6 separate regions of the Mus musculus genome follow, and regions 1, 2, 4, 5 and 6 are each linked to region 3. The links are chromatin contacts, called in public ChIA-PET, Hi-C and HiChIP or PLAC-seq maps. All regions are on one chromosome and are shown on one strand. Each heading gives the region's core, a stretch centred on a gene start, on an enhancer-like site or on the middle of the called end of the contact. The rest is flanking DNA. Distances are from core to core; before and after follow the strand shown. Region 1 holds the start of Sh2d5 (SH2 domain containing 5). Region 2 holds the start of Pink1 (PTEN induced putative kinase 1). Region 3 holds the start of Camk2n1 (calcium/calmodulin-dependent protein kinase II inhibitor 1). Region 4 overlaps Vwa5b1 (von Willebrand factor A domain containing 5B1). Region 5 holds the start of Ddost (dolichyl-di-phosphooligosaccharide-protein glycotransferase). Region 6 holds the start of Hp1bp3 (heterochromatin protein 1, binding protein 3).

The links. Hi-C and Micro-C count contacts between places; a contact is called where the count stands out from the background. ChIA-PET counts read pairs in DNA pulled down with a chosen protein or histone mark. HiChIP or PLAC-seq counts read pairs in DNA pulled down with a chosen protein or histone mark.
Region 1: an H3K4me3 HiChIP or PLAC-seq map of embryonic stem cells shows a contact between it and region 3, with 12 read pairs. The contact joins the promoter of Sh2d5 here to the promoter of Camk2n1 in region 3. A contact is called at or near these places in 2 of 484 Hi-C or Micro-C datasets (embryonic stem cells and nephron progenitors), 1 of 115 datasets of contacts at active chromatin or transcription factors (embryonic stem cells) and 1 of 9 other capture datasets (liver).
Region 2: a contact with region 3 is called in a Hi-C map of Th1 cells, with 7 times the contacts expected there. The contact joins the promoter of Pink1 here to the promoter of Camk2n1 in region 3. A contact is called at or near these places in 1 of 39 promoter capture datasets (neural stem cells), 4 of 484 Hi-C or Micro-C datasets (Th1 cells and embryonic stem cells), 9 of 115 datasets of contacts at active chromatin or transcription factors (the 230-238 cell line, bone marrow-derived macrophages, effector CD8 T cells and 3 more) and 2 of 9 other capture datasets (adipose tissue and liver).
Region 4: an H3K4me3 HiChIP or PLAC-seq map of forebrain shows a contact between it and region 3, with 3 times the contacts expected there. The contact joins the enhancer-like site here to the promoter of Camk2n1 in region 3. A contact is called at or near these places in 1 of 39 promoter capture datasets (hippocampal neurons), 1 of 15 datasets of contacts at CTCF or cohesin (embryonic stem cells), 2 of 484 Hi-C or Micro-C datasets (both in embryonic stem cells), 17 of 115 datasets of contacts at active chromatin or transcription factors (bone marrow-derived macrophages, craniofacial prominence, embryonic basal ganglia and 8 more) and 2 of 9 other capture datasets (liver and pancreatic islet).
Region 5: an RNA polymerase II ChIA-PET map of memory CD8 T cells shows a contact between it and region 3, with 97 read pairs. The contact joins the promoter of Ddost here to the promoter of Camk2n1 in region 3. A contact is called at or near these places in 1 of 484 Hi-C or Micro-C datasets (uterus), 5 of 115 datasets of contacts at active chromatin or transcription factors (effector CD8 T cells, embryonic stem cells and memory CD8 T cells) and 1 of 9 other capture datasets (pancreatic islet).
Region 6: a FOXA1 HiChIP or PLAC-seq map of pancreatic cancer cells shows a contact between it and region 3. The contact joins the promoter of Hp1bp3 here to the promoter of Camk2n1 in region 3. A contact is called at or near these places in 2 of 484 Hi-C or Micro-C datasets (cerebral cortex and embryonic stem cells), 4 of 115 datasets of contacts at active chromatin or transcription factors (embryonic stem cells, memory CD8 T cells, microglia and 1 more) and 1 of 9 other capture datasets (pancreatic islet).

What each region holds. Positions count from the first base shown.
Region 1 is chr4:138,249,062-138,251,761 of GRCm38.p6, reverse strand. Sh2d5 (SH2 domain containing 5) reads right to left here and starts at 1,351. Exons shown (of 10, transcript NM_001099631.1): 1 at 1,254-1,351.
Region 2 is chr4:138,324,851-138,327,550 of GRCm38.p6, reverse strand. Pink1 (PTEN induced putative kinase 1) reads left to right here and starts at 1,255. Exons shown (of 8, transcript NM_026880.2): 1 at 1,255-1,718. The coding sequence starts at 1,332.
Region 3 is chr4:138,453,865-138,456,564 of GRCm38.p6, reverse strand. Camk2n1 (calcium/calmodulin-dependent protein kinase II inhibitor 1) reads right to left here and starts at 1,417. Exons shown (of 2, transcript NM_025451.2): 1 at 1,214-1,417. The coding sequence starts at 1,379.
Region 4 is chr4:138,596,797-138,599,496 of GRCm38.p6, reverse strand. The region is part of intron 8 of Vwa5b1 (von Willebrand factor A domain containing 5B1); the gene reads left to right. Among named protein-coding and RNA genes, the nearest start is that of Vwa5b1, 26 kb to the left of the region's middle. Within about 2 kb of position 1,271, at least 42 of the 459 cell types and tissues checked have an H3K27ac peak or open chromatin away from gene starts, as enhancers often do. A contact at or near this core is called in craniofacial prominence, embryonic basal ganglia, forebrain and 1 more, where this site is marked.
Region 5 is chr4:138,303,481-138,306,180 of GRCm38.p6, reverse strand. It overlaps Ddost (dolichyl-di-phosphooligosaccharide-protein glycotransferase), which reads right to left and starts at 1,443. Exons shown (of 11, transcript NM_007838.3): 1 at 1,143-1,443; 2 at 916-1,026. The coding sequence starts at 1,302.
Region 6 is chr4:138,215,253-138,217,952 of GRCm38.p6, reverse strand. It overlaps Hp1bp3 (heterochromatin protein 1, binding protein 3), which reads right to left and starts at 1,341. Exons shown (of 13, transcript NM_010470.3): 1 at 1,213-1,341.

The sequences.
Region 1 (2,700 bases), core at 102-2,601, 200 kb after region 3:
CCTGCCTGCGCCTGGCAAGCACAGGGTAAAGAGCCAAGGGTCAGCAAAGCTCACACTCACACACACACAGACACCAGCTTGCCCAGTCCTCTGTGGGGGAAAGGGGCATATAGAAGCGGGGGGGGGGGGGGGGGGAGAGAAGGCGGGTGGACAGCATCCTCCAAGCACCTGGCCGTCGTCCCCAGCCTCCTTATATTTAGCCTCCCCAGAAACAGGAACTGTGTGCCCCTCTTCCAGTCTGATCCTGCCTTAGACCAAGGAGGTCACCAGGGTTCATTGAAACCCTGAAAACGACCACACACCCAACTCATCTCTTTGAACCAAAAAAAAAGTTTCCCACAGGGGTTTGTCTGCTGCGGCCAGGTCATACCTACAGAGGCACATACGGGCTTCTATTTTCCAGAGGGCGGGGGGGGGTGTTCTCCTTAGGAGCAGGAGACTGGCTATGTTAACTCTATACTTCACGTCCAATCACAGGGCCCTGTGCACCATAAAACTCAACAATCTATCCATTCAGGGTACTTGGGAGACTCCCAAGCCTGCAGACCCCAGCTACTGGACTAAAGGCACACATCACAGGATGGAGAGCTGGCAAACCCAGGACTCTCTGCCGAGGCTAGGCAGTACCCTTCTGCTTACAGTCTATGGGGCCCCCAAGCAGGCATCCATCCTTGGTATACACTGGGTCTGTATCTGTGCAGAAGTAGCCAGTAGTAGCCTCATAGCTGCAACAACTCAGGCGCTAGGTATGGAACTGTTTAGAAAGGCTGGGCTCCCAGCCCAGCACACTTCTGCTACCATCTCCACAGGCCCTGGACCCGCGCAACAAGGGACTGGACTGGGGTTCAGCAGGTTTGGCTGATGTGACCTTGGCCTGCCAGCTTCCAGTTCCTCAGTTGTGAAGGGGACCGCGAAGGCAGCCACCTCCTGGGTCTGTTCATCAGCCTCTGTTCTTCCCGAAATCTATCTGGTCGCGGGGAGTACACAAGGCTGGATAGGGAAGACGCGGAAAGGATCGCGAGCGGAGGTGCGGAGCGCGTGCGAGCGCAGACAGCGATCTCGCAAGCGTCACCATCCCCACGCAGCGCTAGGTTCTCGGAGGGGCACAGGTGCCCCGGCGCCAGAAAGGGAGGTATGGTGACGGGGACTGAGGTGATGGCAACTGCCGGCGGAGGGAAGTGGGGGTGCGGCTCGCTCTGGGAAGACCCTCCCGGCTTCGGCCCAGCCCCCGGAGGGTTCCCAGGAGCACTCACCACCGCTACCGCGCCTCCTGGCAGGTCTCACAGCTCCGTTTCCCGCAGCTTCTGCTCCTACCCAGCGCGGGGCCCGCCCCACCCCCGCACACGCCCCCGCCCCCGCGCCGCGCGCCCCCCACGTGGCCCTGGGATCCGACCCCTTGGGCATCACCTGGCCGCGGCGCCGGCCTCACCAGCCAATCGGAGCCGCTCCGCTCCGCCGTGCCGCCCAATCAGAGGCTGCGAGGGTACCTGGCTCCGCCCACGCTGCGACCTGGGTTGGCTCCTCCTTGTCGCTCTTCCTCCACGAAGCTGTCCAGACTCGGTGAGCTCAGGGCCTCGCTACTCGTCTGCTCCTCGGGGCAGACCTAGCTACTCCACTAGGTCTGCACGGTCGCTCAATGACCTTGCAGACCCACCCCTTCACACGCAAATGGCAGAGGACTTGGTGGCATGAATCCACTTACTGGGTGGAGATTGATTGGACCGCTCAGCTGGGGTCCAGCAGGAGTGGTGACTCTTGTCCTTCCGGCCTCACGGAAATCCACTTAGATGGGGAAATGGTGAGTGAATTTAGCCAGCGCGCGCACAGAGCCGAGAGGGCGAGCTCTTCTGATCCCATTAGGTGAGGAGCGCAGTAGGTGGCCCAAATAAATCGCAAATCCGAGCCAGGCAAGCGCGTGGTGTGTATTAAACCCGAAATCTGCAGAGAGAACGCATCAGAAACTGCCCGTGTGGCACACCGCAGAAATCCAGGACATAAGGGTTCAGACCCAGGGAGGGACACCAAGACAGATGACAGAGCCCGCGAGAAGGTGGACCTGAATCTGCAGCCTCAGGGGAGTTCCCAGGTGCAGTGCAGAGTGCGCAGGGCACGGCTCTGGGCATCCCTTGTCTCTGCAGAGCTCCTAACACCTTTCCAGAGGCAACAATAAGGTGTGATTGTTGCCCACAACCAGGCACTTCTCTCTCCCCAGTGGGACTTAGATTAACACTTTAATCATGTTAATCCTCCAGGGCCTCTCCCATAGCCATTACCACCCCTGACTCAGCCAGGTGAGAACTGGAAGGCCTGACAGGGACACTGACCTGGTAAGTGAAGGGTCAGTAAATACCGATGCTATTTTGAATTTCTTTTGTCTGTGACCTTTGGCAATTCCCCTGTGCAGAATGGTAAGGAATCTCCCTAACAGTCTCCAGGCCTGGACAGTGAAGGAGCAACGGGGGGGAGGGGGGGGGCAAGCTCAGTTCACCAAACGGGCAACTCAGGATACATAAAAACGAAAAGGCTCCCTCCTAACTCTTAAAAAGAAATATTTAAAGCTCCTTACTTCATCTTAGTTTATTTTATTTTTAAATAAAATGCACTTTTTATAGAATAAAATTTTACAATTTTATAAATTTAGATTTCTTTTTGATTGTGAGTATGATCCATTCCTTTTTTTTTCTTTCATTTTATTAATTT
Region 2 (2,700 bases), core at 6-2,505, 130 kb after region 3:
TCCCTGATTGGCTGCAGCCCATGGCCGAGCTGACGTTCACGGGAAAGGCAGAGTACAAGTAGTCGTAAAATACCCTTGGCACATGCGCAGATTATTTGTTTACCACTTAGAACACAGGATGTCAGCGCCATCTTGTGACGGCGAATGTGGGGGCGGCTCCCAACACTACCTCTGGTGGGTAGTGGGTTAAAAGAGAGGTTAAAGCATTGAAGAACCATCATTTAAAATAGGCTTTGAAGGCTGGGCAGTGGTGGCACACGCCTTTAATCCCGCACTTGGGAGGCAGAGGCAGGTGGATTTCTGAGTTCGAGGCCAGCCTGGTCTACAGAGTGAGCTCCAGGAGAGCCAGGGCTATACAGAGAAACCCTGTCTCAACACCCCCCCCCCCCAAAAAAAATAGGCTTTGAAAAAAATTAAAAATTTCACTGGATGACCAGTATTTGGTATTATGTGATTTTACACACACACACACACACACACACACACAAAATTATGCTTAAGTCAGAGACAAGCAAAAAGATTATTCAGCCTGATGTGGTGGTATATACCTGTAATCCCCACACTCCAGAGGGCCATCCTAGTCTACAGGAAGAATTCCAAGCCAACCAGGGCTATGCAAGGCCTTGTCTCAAATAAAGTAAAATAAAATGAGTAAAAATAGTAACAGGGTTAATAACCTTATTATCAGCTAGCTATTCGTAACAAGCAGTTTAAGTCATAGGGATTTATTAAGCATCTGGGTGGCTTCTGGTTAAGTCTCCCAGTCAGTCTCAGACCTCAGCTCCTGCACCCACTGGTGCATAAATTATGGCCTTTGGTCAAGATTTCCCTCCAAGATCTAAGCCCCGGAACCTCCAACCTGTCTGTACAGGAGCATGAGAGCACTTGGGAGTGGGGGAGAAGAGCCAAGGTCTTCCCTCGATAGCCAGGGCAGTGTGAACTTCAACCTCAACTCTAATACCTGCAAGCAATCTGGAAACACCACAGTCGCTTATCTACAAAATTGGCACTCATATCATGGGGGGGACAGTCAAACTAGCTAACAGGTGTAAAGGGCCTGGATCGGTGACTGATAACAAATATTAGTTTCCTGGCTCAACGTCTCATCTTAACCAGGACCAGTGAAGTTGTTCACAACCCCTCGACCTGGGTTCAAAGTGCAAACCAGCTGCACCAAGGGATGCAGGGATGAGCGGGTAGCGCCCCCGCGTGCTGCGCAGGAGAACTGCCGGGGACCGCCCCCCGCGCTTGCGCACAGGCGCCGCCCCCGAAGTTTGTTGTTGTCCCAGACGTTTGTGGCGGTGGCAGCTGGCTCCGGTCACCGCGCCACCATGGCGGTGCGACAGGCACTGGGCCGAGGCCTGCAGCTGGGTCGGGCGCTGCTGCTGCGCTTCGCGCCCAAGCCCGGCCCGCTGTTCGGCTGGGGGAAGCCCGGCCCCGCGGCGGCCTGGGGCCGCGGAGAGCGCCCAGGCCAGGTCGTAAGCCCCGGAGCACAGCCTCGGCCGGTCGGGCTCCCCCTCCCGGACCGCTACCGCTTCTTCCGCCAGTCGGTAGCTGGGCTGGCGGCGCGGATCCAGAGGCAGTTCATGGTGCGGGCCCGGGGCGGCGCAGGCCCTTGCGGCCGAGCGGTCTTCCTGGCCTTCGGGCTGGGGCTGGGGCTGATCGAGGAGAAGCAGGCGGAAGGCCGGAGGGCCGCCTCGGCCTGTCAGGAGATCCAGGTGAGAGCGGCGGTGGGCGGGAGCGCCGGGAGCGGGCCGAACCGGGCCAGAGTGTAGCCCTGAGGCCAGCCGGGCCGGGGCGGGGCCTAGGCCAGGAGGAGGCGGGGTTAGGAGAGTGAGTGATCTGGGTGGGGCGGGGCCAAATTGGACAGCAAGGGCGGAGTTAGTTGGATAGTTGTTGGGGCAGCCTCAGAATCCTAGTGGTGTAGGGGCGGGTCGTGAACCAGGGCGTGGTAGGAGCCTGGGCATTGGGAAGGGCAGGTCTCTGAGCCGTGATTGGGCAATTTAAGGGGGTGGGGTACTCGTGGACCAGACTGAGTGGCTGGTGGCATCTTAGTTATGTGTCTAAGAGCATGAGGACATGCCTAGACCTTGGGGGGGGGGGTAGGTAGATCAGGGGATAAGGCAAAGATTAAAATCTATCTATGACTTGGACTATACATTTCTTGGAATTGATCTGTTAATTAAGGCTGACCTATTTCCCATTACTGATGGCCTGATATGCCGACACTTTGCAAACAGTATGGTTTAAAAGCTGCTGATTATTGGTCTCTGTTGCACTGTAACAAATGGCTTTGAGTAAATTTCTTTTCTTTTGGGATGCATAAAAGGGGGACAGAGCCTTGATTTGTATATGTAGCCCAGGTTTGTCTTGAACTTTTTTTTTTTTTAGTTTTTCAAGACAGGGTTTCTCTGTGTAGCCCTGGCTGTCCTGGAACTCACTTTGTAGACCAGGCTGGCCTCGAACTCAGAAATCCACCTGCCTCTGCCTCCCAAGTGCTGGGATTAAAGGTGTGCACCACCACAGCCCGGCTGGATGATAACATTTGGAATGTAAATAAATAAAATATCCAATTGAAAAAAAAAAGTCACTCAGGAGGCAGAGGCAGGCGGATTTCTGAGTTCGAGGCCAGCCTGGTCTACAAAGTGAGTTCCAGGACAGCCAGGGCTATACAGAGAAACCCTGTCTCAAACCCCCTGC
Region 3 (2,700 bases), core at 168-2,667:
AGCCCCATTGCCCTAGGCTCCCTTCCCTGCCTGGTTCTGAACTGCCCCACTGCCTAGCCCTCATCCTAGATGGATTCTAAGAAGGAGCAAGCCAGAGGGAGCCATCCCAGCTCGACTGCAACCCGATGCAACCCTTTACAAAGAAGTCTCCTAGGCTGATTCTTAAGGAGAGAAAGGGAAACTGAGGTCTTCAGATCACTGGTGGCGGTAGCCCAGGCCGGGTTCAAAGATGCCCGGAGCAGGAAGGAAAGCTGGGGTAGGTTCCCACGCCGATCAGCGGCTGCAAAGTTTAGGCCTGGCCTGAACGGGTGTCCCCCTCCCGTTCTCCCTTCCCCGTTCCCCGGTCTGTAGCCTCCGCCCCTCCGCTCTCTGTGCCACCGCAAAGGGCAGAACCTCCCTTCGCTGCCGCCTGGGGCTTTACCTTCAGTTGCCTCTTCCGCCTGCCTCACTGCCTCCACTGGCCTCTCTCAGTCCCTCCACCGGTCCCTGTACTGGATGATCAGATCACCTGTCCAGAACTCTGGGTCTCTACCCGTAGGTCTCCTTGTCTGTCACCCTCATTGTTCCAGCACTTCAGCGTCCTCCCTAGACTTGAGTCCCAGGCTCCCTTACAGCTCCCTCGCTTTAGCTCTCAGCCCACCTCGGTCTCCCGACCATCTCCCCACTTCACCTCGCCACCCCAGTCTTTTCCGGCAGCACCCTGAGTCTCGGTTTCCCTGGGGCTTCTCCAACTCCAATATCTCAGGCTAGACCACCCTTCTCCCCTCTGCCAAGTAACAGTGAAAAGCCAGTGCGACCTGAATGCTCCTCGCCCTTCCCCGCGGGAGTTAAGGTCCTTCCCCTGCAGCGCCCCACGCAGACCCCTAAGAAGCTCCAGGACCCCTTACCCCAGGGTGGCCGAGCAGAGAGAGTGCAGATGCGACTCCACTGCGCAAAAAGGGGGAGGGGTGTGAAACCTAAAAGCAAACTTTGGTGCGGTTGAGGACGCGGGTATAACCTTTGGGCCTCGGCAGCAAGTAGAGGCTACCACGCCCCCGGGTGACCCCGCTGGTGGCCCGGACAAGCGGGGACTCTTGCCCGAGGCCTGATCCAGCTTCCGCCGCAGGAGGGATCCCTAGATCTCGCAGATGGTCCTCCTACTACCGCGGGGACCCCTGAGCCCCAGCCAGGCTGCAGCACCAGCACCGCAGGGGGTAAGGGGCGGGGAACTCACCGCGCTTGCTCCGGCCGATCTGGCCCAGCTTGGGAGGCCGCTTGCTCTGCCCAGCCCCGAAGAAGTTGTTGGTGTCCTGCAGGCGGCACGAGAAGATCTGGCCCACGTCGCCGCCGTCGCCGTAGGGGCTCAGCTTCTCGTCGCCGTAGGGCAGCACCTCCGACATGGTCGCGTCCGGGGGCTCCGAGGCGGCACCTCCTCCGCCCGCGTCCCCGCCCGCGGAGGACAGGGTCAGCGGCGCTGGGGCCGGGGATGGCCGGCCGGGGACGGCCCTCGGGGCTGCCGCGGCGCTGGGGCCGGCGAGAGGCCGGGGAGGGACACCGCTTGGGGCAGGAGCGCGCAGCCCGCGCGAGCGACCCAACGAGCGCCCGCAGCTGAGCTGCGCTGCGCTCGGGCTCCGCGCGCGAGTGGCTGCTGCTCCGGCAGCGGCGGGCAGGACTCACATCCTCGGCGCTCTCGGGCGCGGGGCGGGGGCCGAGCCGGGCGGGGCCGCGACGCGCGGGGAGGAGGGTGTCCCTGCGAGCCCGGAGGGCGCGGGACCGAGGTGGGCGCACCCCGGGGAGCGCGCGGGCCAGTCCTGCCGCGGATGCGGGCGGCGGCAGCGGCGGCGACTCGGGGACTGTGAAGCAGCGAGCGGCCGAGGGGGAGGGGAGCAAAAAGGAGGGAGGGCAGGGGGAGGAAACCCGGAGGGAGGGAGGGAGGGAGGGAAGAAACCGAGAGGGCGACGGGGAGAAAAACAGAAAGACAGAAGAAGGCAAGGGGAGCGGCGGGAGGAGGGAGGGTGAGGAAGGAGGGAGAAAAAGAAAAGGGGGGAGACTAGATTTGGATCGGAGAGGCAGAGCGGAGAAGCGAAAGAGGGAAAAATAGAGGGTCGGAGAAGGAAGGAGGAGAGAGGGGGGACAGAGGGAGGCAGGGACGAAGGAGCAGCCTGCGAGCTGCTAGGGAGAATGCCAGCCCAGGCTGAAAGCGAGGCGCCAGAGGAGGGAGGGAGGAGGGGACCCGTGGGCCTCGGGGAGAGATCCCTGGAAGCTAAGCGACGTCACGGGGCCGCGCCGGACCGCGGCTGGCTTCCTGCCCCCGCCCCCGTTCCCTCCGTCCCGCCTGCGCTGAGGGGCCCCGGTGCGCCCCGCCCCGCCCCGCCCCGCCCCGCACGGCCCGCGCCCCTCCCGCGCGGTGTTTACCCGACCCGGAGCCTGTGCGCGCCGGCTCGGCTGGCTGTGACTCCCGAGGGGAACCCGAAGCAGTGGGAGGGGAGGGGACCGAGGACGCACCGGCCGGGAAGGACGCGGATGCTGACCTCCCTGGAGGCCAGTTACAGAGGTCAAGGATCGGAGCGTACTGGGCCACCCGCGGGCACTCCTCTCCCTTCCCCCACCACACTTGTGCCCCACTTAGACCCTGCCGGGCATTCCTCTATCCCCGTGCCCACTGGATCTGCCAGGAAGGCCTTTTTCTCACTTCTTGTCCCTCTGTGCGGGGGCCCTGGC
Region 4 (2,700 bases), core at 22-2,521, 140 kb before region 3:
TTAGATTCCCAGAATTCATGTTTAAAAAGAAATTTCCAGGTGTGGTGGTGCCCACTTGTCATCTCTGCACTGGGAGGCAGAGGCTGGTGGACCTCTGTGACCCACTGGCCAGTCAGCCTAGTAAGCCAGCTTCAGTTTAATGATAAACCTTGTCTCAAAAACTAAGATTGGGAGTGCCAGAGAGCAGGGCCCAAGAACATCTGCCTTTCATGAGCATTTGCACACATGTGCATGTACACATACACACACATTCACACACACATCACACACACATATATACACACATACACACAGACCACACATAATACATACATACATATATACATACATACATATGTACACACATAAATACACACAGATTCACACATATACATACATACATACATACATACATACATACATACATAATACACAAACAGATTCACACACACACACATACACACAGACCACATGTAATACATCCATATATACATACATATATACACACATAAATACACACAGAGATTCACATACATACATATATATATACACACACAGACAGATTCACACACACATATCACACATATGCATGTATGCGCACATGTGCGCACATGCACACACATTAAATTTTTTTTAATTTAGTTATTCTTTTTCCCAAATGACTAATGGTGCAGCAGAGCCCTGAATGCAGTCTTCTTAGAAAAAGAAAAAACAAAAACAAAAACAAAAACAAAAACAAAAAACAAACCAAGATATTGACATATTCACAGTCCAGTGACACTAGACTCACAAACTTCACAGTCTAGTGTAGCGTACCAACTTGATAACCAGTCAGAGAGTTTGGTTTGTTTTCTCTGTGTTGGAAGCTCCACCAAAAAAATGTGTGTGTGTGTGTGTGTGTGTGTGTGTGTGTGTGTGTGTGTGTCTGTGCGTGTCTGTATAAGTAAATTAATTAAATTAAATAAAACTGCAGAAGAATGGTAGAGCCCTCCTCACCCACCACAAAGCCCATGAAACCCCTCTTCCCTGTCAGGAAATCACTATCTTGTTATGGAATCATACAGTGTTCCCTTTTATTGTGATTCTGCGGGTGTCTGTCTCCCCATCTGGAGTTATGAACTCATTAAGAGAGAGGACTGTCTTGTCGTCATCTGTCCTCATGTGGCCTATCTCTGTACTTCTGCATAAAACTCCTCATTCTATTTACTGGACTGAGTAATAGACTGTAGCTGAGGAGGGGACAAGAAAAGATTGGGCTCTCCTGTCACCCGAGGCTATCCTTCCCCTTTATTGTACCCATGAAGCAAGCTCTTGTTTCCAGGGCAACAGACTCAGCAAGGGGGCGGGACTTGAGTGGAATCAAGGAGGCCAGCCTTTTAGTCCCTCCTAGTCTTGAAAAGCGGCAGAGGCATCATAGATGAAAGCCAATATCCTCTGAAAGCATTTGACACGAATGGATGTGAGACATGAGGGTGGTTACCTTCTACCTGTGGGCCGCCAGAGGTGGAGGCGGGTGGGGAGCTGTCCATGGTGCTGGAGTGCTGCCGCAGTATCCTTCCTGATCCTCTGGTTTTCTGTATTCTGTTCTGCAGCCACACTGAGATACCCTCATGGTCACCTAAGAGTGGCCCAGCATTATAAACCTAAAGCACTTTGGGAGAGAATTTCATACCCTGTCCCTCCTTTCTGGGCTAAAGAAATTGAGTCCTTAAGAAGTGATGTGCTTTTCCCAGGTTCTCAGGGCTGGCGGAGGGGCCCCCGAGCCTTCCAGATCTCTGCTCAGTTCGCATGCACGGCTTATGAGGAGCGGGACATGCCCTCTGGTTTTAAAAAGCTCTCTTGTTTGAGTATGTCATTTCTACTACATGCCATTGTTGAAGGAGCAATCCCAGGGTCCGGAATCGATTCTGTCACAATTGCTATGTGGTTTTGGACAAACCGATTCTCAATGCTGGACTTCATTCATCTTTTCTATGAAGAGAGAAGAAAGGGTTGATTCAGGGAGGCCAAATGTATGTCACGTGATGTGTGTCACGTGTTGTATGCTACGTGGCCCTCTGCTTCCTTCTCCTTAGCCCAGGTGGACATCAATAACTGATCCTGTCTATTTCCCAACACCCCCACCCCACTCCTGCTAAGCCTGGACTATGTCTCTGTGTCCTCCTCATGAAAGCACTCCAGGAAGTTATCATCATTAAAATGAAATTGTTTAGGAGCAAAAAAAAAAAAAAATCCCCTTTGTGGACGGCAGCCCTCCCCCACCTTCAGAGCTTCAGAATTCTCTGACCGTGCGTTTGTCTGGCCCATTCTTCAGACCCCTTTCCCTGTGGAATCTCCCCTTGCTTTTTCCTAGCTCTACTCACTGGGCTCAAGGTCATCCCTTCACAAACGTCTCAAGGCTGGCGCAATCCATTCGGCTAAGCATGACCCTTTCAGAGGAAGGCACAGAAATTACTCCGGGAAAGCCTTGCCAAGGGTGGTTGGGCACGGGATGTTTGAGTCATTCATTATGGTCCAGTGGGTAGAAGTTTTGGGGAAAGCAAGTCTTAGGAGGGAGGGAAATGCAAACAGCCCACGCCAAAGGGGAAAGGTCAGGCAATTTAATTTCCGGCAGCTGGTCCCATTCTTCAGCCACCGCTTGCTGCCAAAAGCAGGGCTTTCAGATTCTAATAGGTGAGAGTCAAGACAATCTGTCCGGATCAGCAGAGTCTCCTGCCAGCA
Region 5 (2,700 bases), core at 194-2,693, 150 kb after region 3:
TGAGACTCTCATGTCATCTATTCTCGGTTGGGGACACCAGACTCACAGGCCCAAGGGAGTTAAGAACACTTCTCCAAATATACACATGGAAGAGAGAGACAAAGTTCAGCTCAGTAGATCTTAACAGAAATGTCTAGTGGTGGACTCAACTGCCTTGTAAGACAGAAATAGTTAAGTGTAAGTTACAGATCTTCACTCCATTCAGTAGTCTCTGAGGGCTGGTGAGATGGCTTAGCAGGCAGCCACAGGTCGGTCACTGGGTTCAAGTCTCCAGTAAGGGCTGGGAATGACAAGCGGTGCCTATTACCCAAGCATCAGGAGGCAGAGACTGATCTGAGAGCTCACTGTCCAGCCTGCTTAGTCAAAATGGCAAGCTTCAGGTTCAGTGAGAGACCCTGGCTTAAGGGAGTGAGGAGTGTGACAGAGTAGGTGACCCGATTCTACACGTCCACAGAAGTGTGCACAACCTCACATACATGCATATTTCCCACCACCCCCAATACCAACTAGCCTTGTGTTGGTCAGCCAAAACACATCCATCAGGCCTTAAGGGTTGATGGGTATGTATCTATTTGTATTCTTATGACCTGCAGAATGACTTTTTACAGCAATCCATGTTAATAATGTGACAAATCTTTGTACACAAGCAAGTCAAATCAAGAGTTTCTTTATCAGGACCCTTGTTAGAGAAAACCCCCTTCTCCAGAAGCGAAATGTCTACGGGTGACATTTGGCACTCTATCCTTAGCTGTATCTTTTTGACGGATGAAATCTCCGAGGCCCAAGCTGCAATTAACATTTTCCTCTACTATACTTCGAAACTCACCCCAAGACCCAGAACATGCCCAGGAACAAGAAGACAGCCGTCTCCTGAGCCCCCCCAATCCCATTTCGAGGGGCGACGCGCGCCCTTACCTTCCACCGACGGGGAAAAGATGATAAGGTTGTCATAGAGGAACTCCCCGTACTTAATGAGGGACAAGCTGGGGTCATCTGCGGTCTTGAAGGTGAGCTCAAAGCCCCGGTCTGGAGGAAAGAAACCCGGAACCCGGTCAGGAGAGGAATCCCTGCTGCAGCCCTCGGAGGGGGCTGCCGTCTCCGCCCCAACCCGGGCCATTCCCTCGGCTCTGCTCGGCGCTCACCCTTCAGGCTGCGGAAGAACAGCGAGTGCGTGTCCCGCACGTTCAGGTTGTCCAGCAGCACGAGGGTGCGGGGGCCGCTGGCGCAGACGCAGCCGAGCACGGCCAGCAGCAGCCCGCAGAGGGGCCAGGCGCGGACGGCGAGGCGGGGATCCATCTTCATCTCCCAGCAGCCCAGGCCAGCACCTGGGCACCGGAAGCGTCCCTCGCGGCCGCCCAATGGCCGCTCGCAGCGGCGGAGTACCACTTGGAAGCGGTCCGGGTACTCCGTGGCCCCGCGGCCCACGCCGCTGCGGGGACGGACCAAGAAGCAGGGAACGCCACCGGAAGTGGCCCTCCGGAGGCCGAGTCTCTGTACCTTATTGGCGAAACGCACTTGAGGCTCCGCCTCCCCCATGGAAAAGGGCCAATCCAAGAGAGACAGCTCCGTAGCTGCTGCCAATCAACAAAGCCGGGCGCCCTTTGCCTCCGCCCAGGCTAGCTCCCGCCACATCTCTCAAACTCTCCTCTAGCGTCTCCAGATTTTCCGTTTCCTAGGCAGCCGCCCCTTTTCCCCCAGGACGCAGTTGTCATTACCAGGACCAGATAGGGGTGAATTCCTCGCCTGTCGCTAGTCTAACGGGCTCGGAAGCAGGCCCTTATCTCTTGAGAGCAATGAGGTGGGGAAATAGGCTCTGGCCAGGCCCGAAACAGGGTGGATGGCCAAGGAGAAGGTTAGTGATCAAAAGGCTCTTCACAACCAGGATTGGTGGCTCGTGCTTTTAATTTCAGCACTCGAGTGGGAGGCAGAGGCAGATCTTTGTGACTTCGAGGCCAGCCTGGTCCACATAGTGAGTCCAGGCCTGCTGGGGTCACATATTGAGAGCTGGTATAATGCGGCGGGAGGGAGCAACTTGGCTGGCCGGCCAAGGTGATCCCCTGAACAATCAAGCCACGCGACAGACCTAGTGTAAAGACGATTTATCGTCGGTGGAAGGGAAGGGGACTTGGGACGGGGTAGAGACCGAAAAGGGGAACAGAGAATGGTAGAGAAGAGGCCAGCTGAGAACATCTGGGGGGAGAGAGGAGAGAATAGGAGATAGGGAGAGAGGCAGGTTAGCCGAGAGGAGTCCTTACACGCCTGGCTCGCACCTGGCTGGCGGCTACCCAAGCTGCTGCGTGGTGCCTAGCGGAATTGTCTATAAGCCAACATGGGGTGCCAGCAAGATGGTTCAGCTGATAAAGGTGCTTGTTTGCCACCAAGACTGACGTCGTGAGTTCAATCCCTGGGCCCCAGACGGTGGAAGGAGAGAACGGCCTTCTGCAAGTTGTCTTCTGACACACACACACACACACCAACCCAAGATTCAGGACAGAAATAAAACGTAGAGGTCTAGGGATGTGTACTTCAGTGGGTAAGATGCATGCATTATCTAGATTGCAGGAAGGCCTGGGTTTGATGCCCAGTATCATAGAAAACTAGGCATGGCAGCTGGCAGCTGTAACCTCAGCACTCGAGATACAAACATCAGGATAATTAGTGCAAAGTTGTCCTCAGCTACATGCAAGTCCCAGGCCAGCT
Region 6 (2,700 bases), core at 92-2,591, 240 kb after region 3:
AAAATAAAAATTAAAAACTTCAAACGATTTCCTAATAGCTTCTAGGCCCTTCTGGCTAAGATCAAATGCAGAATGACTCTCTAGACACATTTCACGTCTAAGATGCTTGCGTATGAGGTCCAGGTCTAATAAGACTCGTTCTCCAAAGCAACGGGCAGTCGGAGAAGGGCAGTAAAGCAGCCTGGGGGAGAAGTCATGAGCACTTCTGGCTGTGAAGGAGGGTTTAGCTCAAGGGCGTTAAGGAAAACTGCCTGCTTAAGTCTGGATCGACTCGGGCCTAGGCTTAAGACGGCTGCCACTGACAATCCTGCGCCGGCCTGGGGAGCGCGGCGGAGGCCGGGGGAGGTGTAGGCTCGCGGGGGACACAGAAGCGCAAGGCCGTCGGGGTAGCGGCGGCGGCGACAGCAGCGAAGCGACAGCGCCCAGAGGCTGAGCATCGCCCGGAGGAGCAGCGAAGACAAAGGCGGGAGCGAGCGGCTGCGCGACAGAGAGCCGTGGCGGTGACAGCGCAGGGCTAGCGGGAGTGGGGAGTAAGATGGGCGCGGGACTGCTGAGGGCGGCGGCGGAGGTACCGCGCAGAGACCACGCCGCGCTCCTGGCTGCGGGGACCCGGCGGCGACCAGCGGCGACCGGCGTGGCCTCAGCTCTGCACACTCACCACTGGGGACTCCGTAATGGCGGCCACGGCGGCGGCGGGGGCGGAGAAGCCGGGAGGGCGGGCCCGCCGCAGCCACTCACTAGTGCCGGCATCTTTCGAACCGGGCTTGAAGACAAGTTGACAGTAGGCCGAGGGGAGGAGGGCGCGGCGGAAGTCGGGCCACAGGCCTCGGAGCATGCGCAAGCCCGCAGCCAATAGGGCTCCGCGGCGCACGCCGGAGCATGCGCACTGAGACAAGCACGGAGGGGGGGTGGGCCCGACCCGAGAAGAGCTGCCCCTCCTCCCCAAGTCCAAACAAAACAAGGGCGGGAGCGCGCGCCGCGGGGCCCGAGTGGCCCGCGCGCCAGGGGCAGGGGCCGGGTGGCGGGCGCGACGCGAGAGGGCGCAGCGGCCGCGGCGGACGGACAAAAGCCGCCGGCCTTCGGTGCCCGCGTCCCGCCTCTTGCGCCCGGGCAGCGGCGTCAGCGCCCAGGCCGGTGGCCCTCCGCTACTCACTCGCGCACGGAGCTCGCGCCCACTCCCTGCGCGCCGGGTCCGGGTCCATCCCGCGTTACCTCTGAGCTCCGGCGCCCGCGTTCCCGTACGGCCTCTCGGCGTTGCCGCGGACCACCGATCGCCGACTCGCGACACCGCTGTCCTCCAGGCCGGGCACCGAGCTCTGCCGCCCCGCCCCCCTGCCCGCGGCCTCACGCGCGCGCCCCCGCGCCGGCCCCGCCCCCGCGCGCGCCCGCCAAGTGGGTCCCCGGGCGGGCGCGCAGGGGCGCGACAGGGCGCTCGTGGGGGAGGTGGGGGGGAACGGCGGACGACGGGAGGCAGAGCGTGGCTGGGAGCGCTAGCTTCCTGGCTGCGTCCTGCGTGCTCGGCGCAGTCTCTGTCTCCGACCCCGAGTCCTTCGGGTTTGGGGTTCCAGCCTCCCTTTAGCCCTGGAAGACGGTGCTAGACAACAACAGCCACTTCCTGAGTCCACAGGGAATTGGCAGTGTAGTGAGCAAGGACTGGTCATACACGGCCTGGAAGATGCGTGAGCCGGGCTGCCCCCAGCTTCTTGATTTGCATGCACAGACAGCTTCCCCACCCCCAGCACCCAAAAGAAACCACGGAATTAGAAGGGAGTCGCCTTTTATTTGGCACTTTACGTTGAGATCTGCCTATTCATGTAATGTGCACACCACCGCCTTTGAAAATTGTAGTTCTTGGGGCTGAAGAAGTAGTTTAGTTGTTAGTATGTGTCTAGTCTGAAGAAAGCCCTGGGTGCCATCGCCAGCACCTAGAGCCCAGTGTGATGACGCAGACTCAATAGGTGGCATCAAGAGGATCGAAATTTCAAGGCCATTTTGGGTAGGTAACCAACCTGAGGCCAGCTTGGAATGCACGAGAGCCTGTGTAAAGAAGGAAAAGGAAATGAAGGATTGCAGGTGTAGTTCTTCAAAGCCACTTTGGAAAAATTCAATGTACCTCAAGTAGCCGGAGTCTTGTGGGTATCGGCCTGGTACATGCATGGCACCGCAACTGCAGGTCAATCAAAGCGCTTATTACGGAAACCAATTAGACACACTTTCAGTCCTCTCCACCTGCCAGAGTGGCTGAAACTCCAAGGGTTCTAAGAAGATTAAATAAATCACCCCACCAAAAATTCCTCCCTGGTGAGCGTCTGTACTAGTGACATCACCCATTCCCCTGAACACTGGGATCATGGGCAATCTCTTCAAAGGGATTTATGGGGAGGATCTGAGAGGATTTGGAGAGGAGGGGACCTGATCAAGTATGTCATATGAAAAAAAAATTAAATATTAAAAAGGGATTTTGGTCTTTTTGAAGAATTCTGTTTTAAAACCATCTTTTAATTTTTTATATGTGTGTGTACCTGTTTGTATGTGTTCCGGGTGTGTGCAGATGTCTAAGGATTGTCTGCACTCCTGGGAATTGAGTTAGTAGGTTGTAAGCTGTCTGATGTGGGTGCTGGGAACCAAACCGAGATCCTCTACAAGAGCAAGGGACCTCAGCCACGGAGACACCTGTCCCCATCCCACTTTTATGTATTG